2 separate regions of the Mustela erminea genome follow, and region 2 is linked to region 1. A link is a contact called in public Hi-C data. All regions are on one chromosome and are shown on one strand. The core of a region is the stretch at or near the end of the contact, and the rest is flanking DNA. Distances in the headings are between cores, read along the strand shown. Region 1 has its middle 39 kb from the start of F2RL1. Region 2 overlaps IQGAP2 (ras GTPase-activating-like protein IQGAP2).

What was found. Hi-C and Micro-C count contacts between places; a contact is called where the count stands out from the background.
Region 2: a contact with region 1 is called in a Hi-C map of fibroblasts, with 2.6 times the contacts expected there. The contact joins two enhancer-like sites. A contact is called at or near these places in 2 of 3 Hi-C or Micro-C datasets (fibroblasts and spleen).

The regions. Positions count from the first base shown.
Region 1 is chr3:62,513,718-62,518,691 of mMusErm1.Pri, reverse strand. No RefSeq gene overlaps it. Among named protein-coding and RNA genes, the nearest start is that of F2RL1, 39 kb to the right of the region's middle. Within about 2 kb of position 2,396, the one cell type or tissue checked has open chromatin away from gene starts, as enhancers often do. A contact at or near this core is called in fibroblasts, where this site is marked.
Region 2 is chr3:62,607,916-62,612,889 of mMusErm1.Pri, reverse strand. IQGAP2 (ras GTPase-activating-like protein IQGAP2) reads left to right here. Exons shown (of 35, transcript XM_032335922.1): 20 at 1,896-2,104. Among named protein-coding and RNA genes, the nearest start is that of F2RL2, 34 kb to the left of the region's middle. Within about 2 kb of position 2,544, the one cell type or tissue checked has open chromatin away from gene starts, as enhancers often do. A contact at or near this core is called in fibroblasts, where this site is marked.

The sequences.
Region 1 (4,974 bases), core at 1,147-3,646:
ACTAAAGCAGAAGGCCCACTGTTCATCTTTGTGCTGGGAGGGACAGCAGCAGGAGAGGGACTTATGGAGAGCCTCCTGACCAGGGACCCACGGTCCAGCCGCCCCAAGCAACCAGCTAGACCTGGAAACAGTAATTGTGACTTTTCTCCCACGGCATGAAGAAAGACACTCCAAAGCAGAAATTTCAGGTGGGAAGCATTCATGCGCGGGCAATTAGCAAGGCCAGGGCCCTGAGTGTGAGGACATGGAGGGGTGCATAAGAGAGGTCGGTGAAATGGTTCCCATGGAGTCTGAACCAGTGAAACCAGGAAATGAAGCAGGAGGGCTGACAGGCTGGGAAGACAGGTAGGAGACCAGGGACATGTGGTAACTGTAGGGTCAGACAGGGGCTCTGATGGGGAAGGATGGCGTGAACAACAAAGGCAAAAGAAAGAGCCCCATGTTTCTGAGGTGGAGCTGCTGGGGACACAGCAAGGCAGCACCATGGACCCAGGAGCCAGTTGTTGAGGGGAGCTGCGGTTAAAGGCCAGAAGCAGGGAAGTACCAGCAAGCTGTGTGGTTGGGTCAGGGGTGGGGGTGGCAGTGCTGGTAGTGGTTAAACGTACTTCACACTCGTAGGACCCACACTGTGAACTTCATCTCCATCTTGACTAGTCCTGAGTGTTCAGGCAAGTCACTGAAGTTCATTGGGCCTTGGCTTCCTCATCTATAAAATGGGAGCAGAATATGCACATTCAGCACACTGTGGGTTTTTCTGTTTGTTTGTTTAAGATTTTATTTATTTGACAGACAGAGATCACAAGTAGGCAGAGAGGCAAGCAGAGAGAGAGGAGGAAACAGGTTCCCTGCTGAGCAGAGAGCCAGATGTGGGGCTTGATCCCAGGACCCCGGGATCACGACTGGAGCCGAAGGCAGAGGCTTAGCCCACTGAGCCACCCAGGTGCCCCATCAGCACAGTGTTCTAAGGACTAAAATGAGAAGTTATCTGTAATACACAGCACCTGGCAGATAGTGAGATATGATAACTACTGCTTGGGCTTCCTTGTTCTGCCCCATCGCATGAGAAACACCAGAAAAAGTGTTCTGAAAGGTTAGCTAAGAAAATTTCGGTGGGTAGTTTTGGTCACCAGCCCCACATCTATCCTTTTTTTTTTTTTTCTTCCTAAAAGTTGTCTGAGTCTTTCCAAATTTCACAAAGCTCTCCCCACGCCACACAGCCTGATTGTTTCAAGAAAGGCTGACTCCAACCCCAGACCCAGATATGGGCCTGGTAAATCTGAAAGTAACCCAGTCCTCTGGACCGAGGGGTTATTCAGGAATAGGTGCCCTAATCCAGGCCAATGACACACAACGGAGGTATCCCAAAAATTCCTGGGAAAGAAGATTTCTGGATGTTTAAAGGGAGAGCTATTTTCTCTTTCTCCAGATATTGCATTATGTGGATGTAAAAACTGGACTTTCATAAACTGTTTTCAGTTTTTTTTTTTTTCTTTAAGATTTTATTTATTTACTTGAGAGAGAGAGCGAGCATGAGCTGGGAAAGAGGGAGAGGGAGAAGCAGACTCCCAATTGAGCAGGGAACCCAATGTAGGGCTCGATTCCAGGACCCTCAGTTTCTACTTTTTAAAGACTGAATCCAGAGGCACATGGGTGGCTCGGTAGGTTAAGCGTCTTCCTTCAGCTTCCTTCAGGGTCCTGGGATGGAGCTCCGCGTTGGGCTCCCTGCTCTGCAGGGAGTCTGCTTCTCCCTCTTCCTCTGCCTCCCCCACTCCTTGTGCTCTCTTTTGCTCTCTCAAATAAATAACATTTTTTTTAAAAGAGCCATACATTAAAGAATGTGATTTATTTCATCCTCCTTCCTGCTTCCACTAAGACTTAGTAAAACCACCCAGGAGGAAGCAAGCAAGGGAAGATAGCACCTTTTGTTCAATGAGACTGTGAACTCCTGACAAGTAGGACCTGGTGTTTAGGTTTGGTTTCACGTAACACTCCGCCCTTGGTAAACTGTCAAGGAGAAAAAAGGACAAAACATCAAAAGCACCTAAAATCCGATCTACTCTGTGACCTCCACAAAGGGCTCCACACCCAGCTGTTGCTTAGCTGTTGCTGAAATCAATCTCTTGAGCTTGGCATCCCTCTCTACCTGCTCTGTGGTGGGGCTAGGACAGGGTTTCAGGTTGCACATCTGACCAACTCAGGCCAAGGTAAGATAGCGCTAACATGCGAAGCTCTGCCAAGACTCGTTTTTAAAGCAACGGGTTTCTGTCCCACAAACTGCGTATGATTCAAAAGGTCATCCATTCATGTCCAGAGGCCACTTGGCTTTCTCTAAACCACTTTGCTGATGACCTAACATAGGAAAGAATCTCGTGCCTGGGGTCAGTTTCTTTCAGGGAACATTTACTTAGCATTTGAATGAGCTGGCTTCCCAGGAGGGCCAGTGGTTTAACCTTGGCCTCTGGTCTGTTGTGGACTGTGGGTTGTTCAGGGTGTCAGCCTAACTAACCTTCGAGGCCCTCTGTTAGGTTCTCAGGATGGGTGCAGAACCCGGGGGCTCTCCGTCTCCCTGCACGCTCTGCCTAGTGAAAACTGAGTGCATAATCACACATTCACCCCCTCACCCCCCCACCCCTGCTGAAATGACAGAAGACAAAAGGCTTGGCCAAAGAGTCCAGACTGTAGAATTTGTGAGTGTTGGCAACTAGCCAGAACCTGGGTTTGTTCATTGTGTGGGTCTAGGGTGAGGGGTGATTTATGTTCACTTGCTTGGTTTTCTTTCCTCCTACAGAGTACCTTTCTAGAGTTGGCCCAGAGGCACATCGGGTGTGCAGAGGGGTGATTCTTCTCTGAGGAGACTGATGTTATGAACACAGTCTTTAAAAATCCTGGAACCCTTTGTTCCCGAATTAAGACCTGAGCAGTACCTATGATGATACCTCACAAATGACCAAAACAGAAGAGTGACCGACTTCCAAAGGATCAGTTTCCCTTCCACAGAGCAGAACAGAGCTCTCTAAAAGGAGAGAGACACAAGTGTCCCAGAGTTGTTATAATGTAGGAACTAGCATTTTCAGTTTTTCAGTCTTCCAGTCCAAGATGGAGCCTAGCAGGGTTTAATGAAGCTGATATCCACGGTCTTCCTTAACCAGCATCTCACAGGATTTGTACCTGTCCACTGATAAGGGCAAATTAAAGGATGTCTATAACACTCAGCCCAATTTTTCTTTCCGGGCAATGCAATATCCACATTCCTCAAAAAGTGACATGCTTTTCTACCCCACTCATACCCTCTTTGGGTGTCAATCCCAATTAATATATGGGTGAGACATCTAAGTGAGGAGGATCTGGCTGAGAGAATTACAGAGTATTGGCTCAAGTACTTCACATGACTTCATTCAACCTCACAACAACCCAGAGGTTAAGTGCCCTTATTATTCCCATAGGGCTGAGAAGGACAGTGGGGCCAGAAAAGTTAATACACTTGCTAAGAAGACAGGTCTCAAGGGGTCAGGGAACCAGCTTTGACACCAGGAAGCCTAATCTGGGACTTCTTTTCTGGACAAAATGTAGTGTTCTGGGCACTGACTGACATAGGACAGGTTCTTGTTTGAGTTTAGTACGTCTGTGCCACCACAAGCCCTGTAATGACTCTGTTCTCTTACCCTTTCTCCTCAACTGGATCTGTGGCCAAGCCTGCACTCACGCAGCTTGCCCTGGCTCGTGGAGCAGAATCCCATCATTTACCTGTGAAATGCGCCCGGATCCTTTCTAATTCACTCCAAACACAGTTTGGAGCCCATGGAATCAAAACACAGAGGGAAAGGTGGGCCCAGTGGCTTTTGGGTAGGACTCATTTAAAATGAGGTCATTCCAACAATTTACAAAAGGTATCCATTATTTTAAGAAGAGTATTATCAACATAAAAACATGATATTCAGGGGTGCCTAGGTGGCTCAGCCAGCCTTTGGCTCAGGTCAGGATCCCAGGGTCCTGGGATGGAGCCCCACCTTGGGCTCTCTGCTCAGCAGGGAGCCTGCTTCTCCCTCTTCCTCTGCTGCTCTCCCTGCTTGTGCGCTCTCTCTGTGTGTCTGTCAGATAACTACATAAATTTTTAAAGAGGGTTTTTTTTTTTTTTTTTAATTCGACAGAGATAGCACAGGTATGCAGAGCGGCAAGCAGAGTGCAGAGTGGTGTAATAAAGAAGTCTTAGATTTGTTGTTCTTATATTATTTGTAGCTTTTATAAGAAGGTTAACTATAACTGATCTCCAATAAGATTCTTTACCTAAATATGAAAATTCTAACTGATCCTCAGTCCTTCCAAGGAAGCTAAGATCCATAAAATTTATGTGTACTCTGCAGGAGACAAAACATTGCCATTTTTCTGCAGTTGCGATTACTTTGCTAAAACAGACTTTTGTTCAAAGAGACAAATTATTAGAATTGACAGCAAAAGGGTCCTCTGAATCCTCATGACTTTGTCAATTGGTATTATTTATTCCTCACTGGCTTTGCTCTTTACCTGGGGGTGTAAACACAAGTATCTGTTCTCCTCTGTAAATTATAAACTTATCAGGAGTGGGAGCAAAGATTTTTGCTGGAAGCTTGTGGATTCCTAATGCCTTGTTCTGGAAGCTTGTGGATTCCTAATGCCTTGTTCTGAGAAATAATCAGGGCTGCATCTTCTAACATGTGGGAGTCATACATTGCTTATGTATTTCTTTTTTAATCTTAACCATCAGTTAATAAATCAGTAATTCCTAATTATCCAAAGGAACTAGTGAAGTTTGCAAAACTTTTGTACAAACATGTGGCAATAGTTTCCAAGGTTTTGTTTTCTTTTGTTTTGCTTTTTTAGCAAAAATAGATTTAAATGCAGCTCTAGCATTTATAAAAACAAAAAGGCAAGGGAAAATAAATGTATATGAAACTGGTTGTGATTCAGGAAGTGATCTGAGTGCTTAGATGTGTCACC
Region 2 (4,974 bases), core at 1,295-3,794, 94 kb before region 1:
AGAAGCAGACTCCCCACTGATCAGGGAGCAAACATGGGGCTCAGTCCCAGGATTCTGAGATCATGACCTGAGCCAAAGACAGACACTTAACCAACTGAGCCCCCTAGGCACCCAAAGACTAAGGCATTTTTAATCTGAAAAAAGAAAGTCACTTTTATTGGTCTGTCATCATCGATTTTCACCCATTCCTTCTGGAAAGAAATGGAGTTCATTTAGGCTTGTTGGTTATTGCAACTGTGATGTAGCCCACTTCCCAGTGATGACTGTCAAGTTAGGTGATTCTCTGAAGTTCAGATATCCCAAAGTGATTCTGAGCCTGAAGATGTCATAGGGCTTCTGCTGACAGAGGAAATATTAAATTGGGGCTGTAATAATTACTAAAGCTAGAATACTAATTTGTTTCTAACATGTTTATTGGCACATACAGAGATAAGCGGTCCTTAGGAGCAGAAAGAATTGGAGACCAGGTGAGCTGGCTCGTGTCCTCGCAGCTTAGCTACATATGTGAGCTCTGGAACATCGCTCTGGCTTTTTCTAAAATGGCCATGTCATTAGCAACATCATTGTTGGAAGTAGTAGATGATAAATTCACATGTGCTTCAGTGATCAGGAAAAGAAAGGTCCCAAGAGCCGAAGTAATTTCTGCAATAAAGCCCATCAGAAGTGGCAAAATACGAATACCGATGCCCCTAGATTTGGTTTTCCATATGGGGTTCATGCTGTTAGTTCTTTGCGTGGTTGTTTTAACTCTTCTTATTTCTTGAATGTCAAAACACCACAGAACCAAGGTGGAAGTAGAAAGAAGATGGGGTAGGGTCTCAGTGTAAGGAAGAGGATGGTGATGGAAGTTGCCACAATGGGGCTGAGCTTTTTCAAGTCATCTTTGCGCTGCTGTGTGTCATCATTCATCACGGAGGGTCCACATCGTTTATTCTTACAGTTGACTCAGTGTTCACTAAACTCTTTAACAACTGTATTTTTTGTGAAGACAGCATGCCATGGAATTAAAGCATAGTTAAGTTTCAAAACACTGAGAGAAAACGCCTTTAGAATGTAGACCCCCCTCTCAACAGCTGAGGCTGATCTCCCAGCCTCTGAGTGCCCTCCTTTGGTCTGTGCGGAAAGGACAAGGACCAAATTTCAATTTCTAAGATGCTTTTTTTTTTTTAAAGATTTTATTTATTTATTTGACAGAGAGAGCGAGAAGAGGAATACAAATTGGGGGGTGGAGGGCCGAGCAGGAAGCTCGATGCAGGACTCAATCCCAGGACCCCAGGATCATGACCTGAACCAAAGGCAGACGCTTAACTGACTGAGCCACCCAGGTGCCCCACTAAAACCCTTTAATTTGTGCCACATAGAATTTGCGTTCCACTTGTCATTCCATTAGCTCCTGTTTGGTCTTACAGTTCTCCTCGCGTTGACTTTTTCTAATTGAACTTTCACCTAATTCCTGCTCGCTCCCTCGTGGTATTTTGGGCTGAGAGAAGCCACTTCCTGTTTGTTCTAGCAAGAACAGGAGTCTCTTATCTGGTTCATCCACAGGGTCCCAGAGATAACTTAGTTAACATACCTTCTCACGATCCTCATCAATAAGGCGCAGATAGGTAGAACTGTCTTCTCAGTGGGAGAGTCCTGGAAGCAGTGTGGAAGAAGGCTGATAAATGAGTATTAGATAATGAGAAGACAGACCAGATGGCATTGGTGGTATGCGGTTTTTTATAAGATCAGTTTCCCTATCCAGACTTGACATGGGCAGAACAAGTCATTATAGTGACCAAGTACTTCCATTGCCATATTTTTATCGTAATGTTTTAGTGAAGTACCTGATTCTTCTCCTATTGATGATAGTTCCAACCATGCCTAATGAAAGCATGCCTCTTCTTTCCCCACAGTTGGCTCTGAAAACCCACCATTAACAGTAATCCGAAAATTTGTACACCTACTGGACCAAAGTAACTTGGATTTTCAGGAGGAACTGGAGGTCGCACGGTTAAGGGAAGAAGTGGTGACCAAGATCCGAGCCAATCAACAGCTCGAGAAAGACCTGAACTTGATGGACATCAAGATTGGGCTCCTGGTGAAGAATAGGATAACACTGGAGGTCAGTGCGGTCTGTGGGGCCCTTGGCTCCCAGAAGAGAGAAGGAGCATGTGTATTTGCCCGTAACATCTTTGTCCAGCTAAACTTATTAGGAATCCAGAATGTGTTGTCCAAATTCACCGACCATTTTTCTCATGGTTCTCAGACCTGCAAAATTTTAGGACCCTGCCCTTTTAATATATTTTGTAAGATTTCTTTGCCATTCTGAAATGAAATTTATAGGAAACAAAGCCTACTTACATATGTACCTTCATAATGAGACTGAGGCCTTTCCATGAATATAAAAAAGTAATCGATAATAAAAACATGGTTTGCAACATGAAAGTACATGGGCCCGGTGCCATTAGAAGATGTGATCAAGTTGCCTGAGGCTTGGGCCTCTTCCCAGAGTAACCACAAACTTAACGGAGTATGAATAGTCACAGATGAGACCAATGCCAGTGAGGGGGGAACTGTCTGTGAGTTCACTTCCCAGAATGGAAAACAACTCTTCGTTAAGTTCAGAATAAGCACATTGATCTCCCCCACCGAACTGCAGTCCTAGAAAAGTCAGTGTATATTAAAATTGGGAGGAAATGTATTTTGGTTATATCTAAAACAACTAGTTTTTAGGCTCAAATAATCACAGAATTTTGACATACCAGAATGACCACCAGGACGTTGACAAATCCAGCCATGCAAAATGTGGAGAAGTTACGCAGGAATGCCCTACAGATTGCAGGATAGCAGAGCATCCCAGTCCCCATCCACTAGAAACCAGTAGTACCTTCTAATTGTTAGGATGTTTTTTTAAAAATACCTTTACGGGGCATCTTGTGGCTCAGGCATTTGGAGATTCGACTCTTGATTTCAGCTCAGGTCATGATCTCAGGGTCATTGTGGTCAAGCCCTACGCTGGGCTTGGCACTTAACACAGCATCTGCCTGAGATTCTCTCTCTCTCCCTCCCTTTGCCCCTCCCCCCACTCACACTAACTCTCTCTCTCTCCCCAAATAAAAAAAAATGCAATCTTAAAAAAAAAAAAAAGACACCTTTACACATTTCCAAAATGGCCCCTACAGAGTGGACTGCCCCCAAAACAGCCTCTAAGTAAATAATGCTATAGTTTTGTATCTGTGCTCATTTCAGAGCTCTCTCAAACCATGTGAAAAGTATCATTTTTACCTAAGAAAGGAGACTTGTAGGGTAAGAGTTCTCTCCATGCCCCGGTTCCAGTGCCACGTCAATTTTTAGAAAACGGGTAGGTTAGGAGGGGAATGGGAAGCTGACTTCCTGGAAACTCTGAGAAAGCTACCATGAGTGAAACACAGAGTGCCAGCTGCCACTAACTTGAGTCTGTGGTTCTGGGAAATGAGCAGCTCAGGAGGCCAGCAGAGTAGTGGACGGGAATGCCGCACTCTTGTCTCTGGCCCTCGCAGAGAAATAGTGAGTGCAGAGAAAATGAAGAAAATGGAGCAATTTATAAAACAGGAAATGATGATCTTTTCTAACTATTAAGAAAAGCACAATTTAAATGTTCTGTCTTAAGTCTGTTTTCATTATTTCATCCAGAAAAATAGTACTTTTCTCCTTTAAAAAAAAAAGTGTATTATTTGACAAACATGAGAATTTGTAAAGTATAATATATTCCAGAAGGTCCTTCAGAAAATTCCTTTTAAAGCCTTCCACTTCTGTTTTACCCTCCTCCCATAAAGTTGTAAACAGGAAATGCCTTGCCTTTTAAAATAAAGGCTGTTGCAAAACACTGAATAGTAGACGTAACATGTAGCTTGTTATTCATGAGGAAAATGAAATTGTGGCAAATTTTCAGGTCCTGAGGACTGTTGAAGATTTTTAAAAAGTATTCCCAATTGATAGCATTGTGAAACAGACGTGATTTTTTTTAATTTTTTATTTTTTATAAACATATAATATATTTTTATCCCCAGGCGTACAGGTCTGTGAATCGCCAGGTTTACACACTTCACAGCACTCATCATAGCACATACCCTCCCCAATGTCCGTGACCCCACCCCCCTTTCTCCCAACTCCCCTCCCCCCAGCAACCCTCAGTTTGTTTTGTGAGATTAAGAGTCACTTATGGTTTGTCTCCCTCCCAATCCCATCTTGTTTCATTTATTCTTCTCCTACCCCCTTAACCCCCCATGTTGCATCTCTACTTCCTCGTATCAGGGAGATCATATGATAGTTGTCTTTCTCCGATTGACTTATTTTGCAGACGTGATTTTTCAACTTATGTTTTCAAATTCCAAATATTGATTACTTATTGGAAATTAAGCTAATGATTATTAAGCATATGGTCTTTAGTGTTATTACCAATAGTCACATTTTTAGTCCAATGGTAAGAATAGTATAGGTGAAGCTTTATAGTAGTGAAAAAGTGAAAAAAACCCAAACACAAAAACAATAAGCAGAGAACAACAGAATTAGTTGAACATGTAGGTTACATAGCCACTAAAAATAATGTTTTCAAAGAACATTTAAGGTTTTAAATATGGTTTAAAGTTTGCAATACAAGTTTGCAATACAAGAGCAAAGATAGTACTACTTAAAGCAGTAAATTTCATTTGTTGTGAAATATATATATACACATACGTGTGTGTGTGTGTGTGTGTGTGTGTGTGTGTGTGTATTTATTTATTTATTTAAAGCTAGAAAAAAAGTGATTTTTCTTCGGGAGGCTGGTGAAATTGAACTTCTTGAATCTTTTTTTTTTCCTAAATACCAAGCATATTGGGGTGCCTGGGTGGCTCAGTCTGTTAAGCATCAGCCTCCAGCTTGCTTATTTCATGATCCTGGGGTCTGGAATCAAGCCCCGGTTGTGCTCTCTGCTGGTCAGGAAGTCTCCTGCTCTGTCTCCCTCTGCCTGTA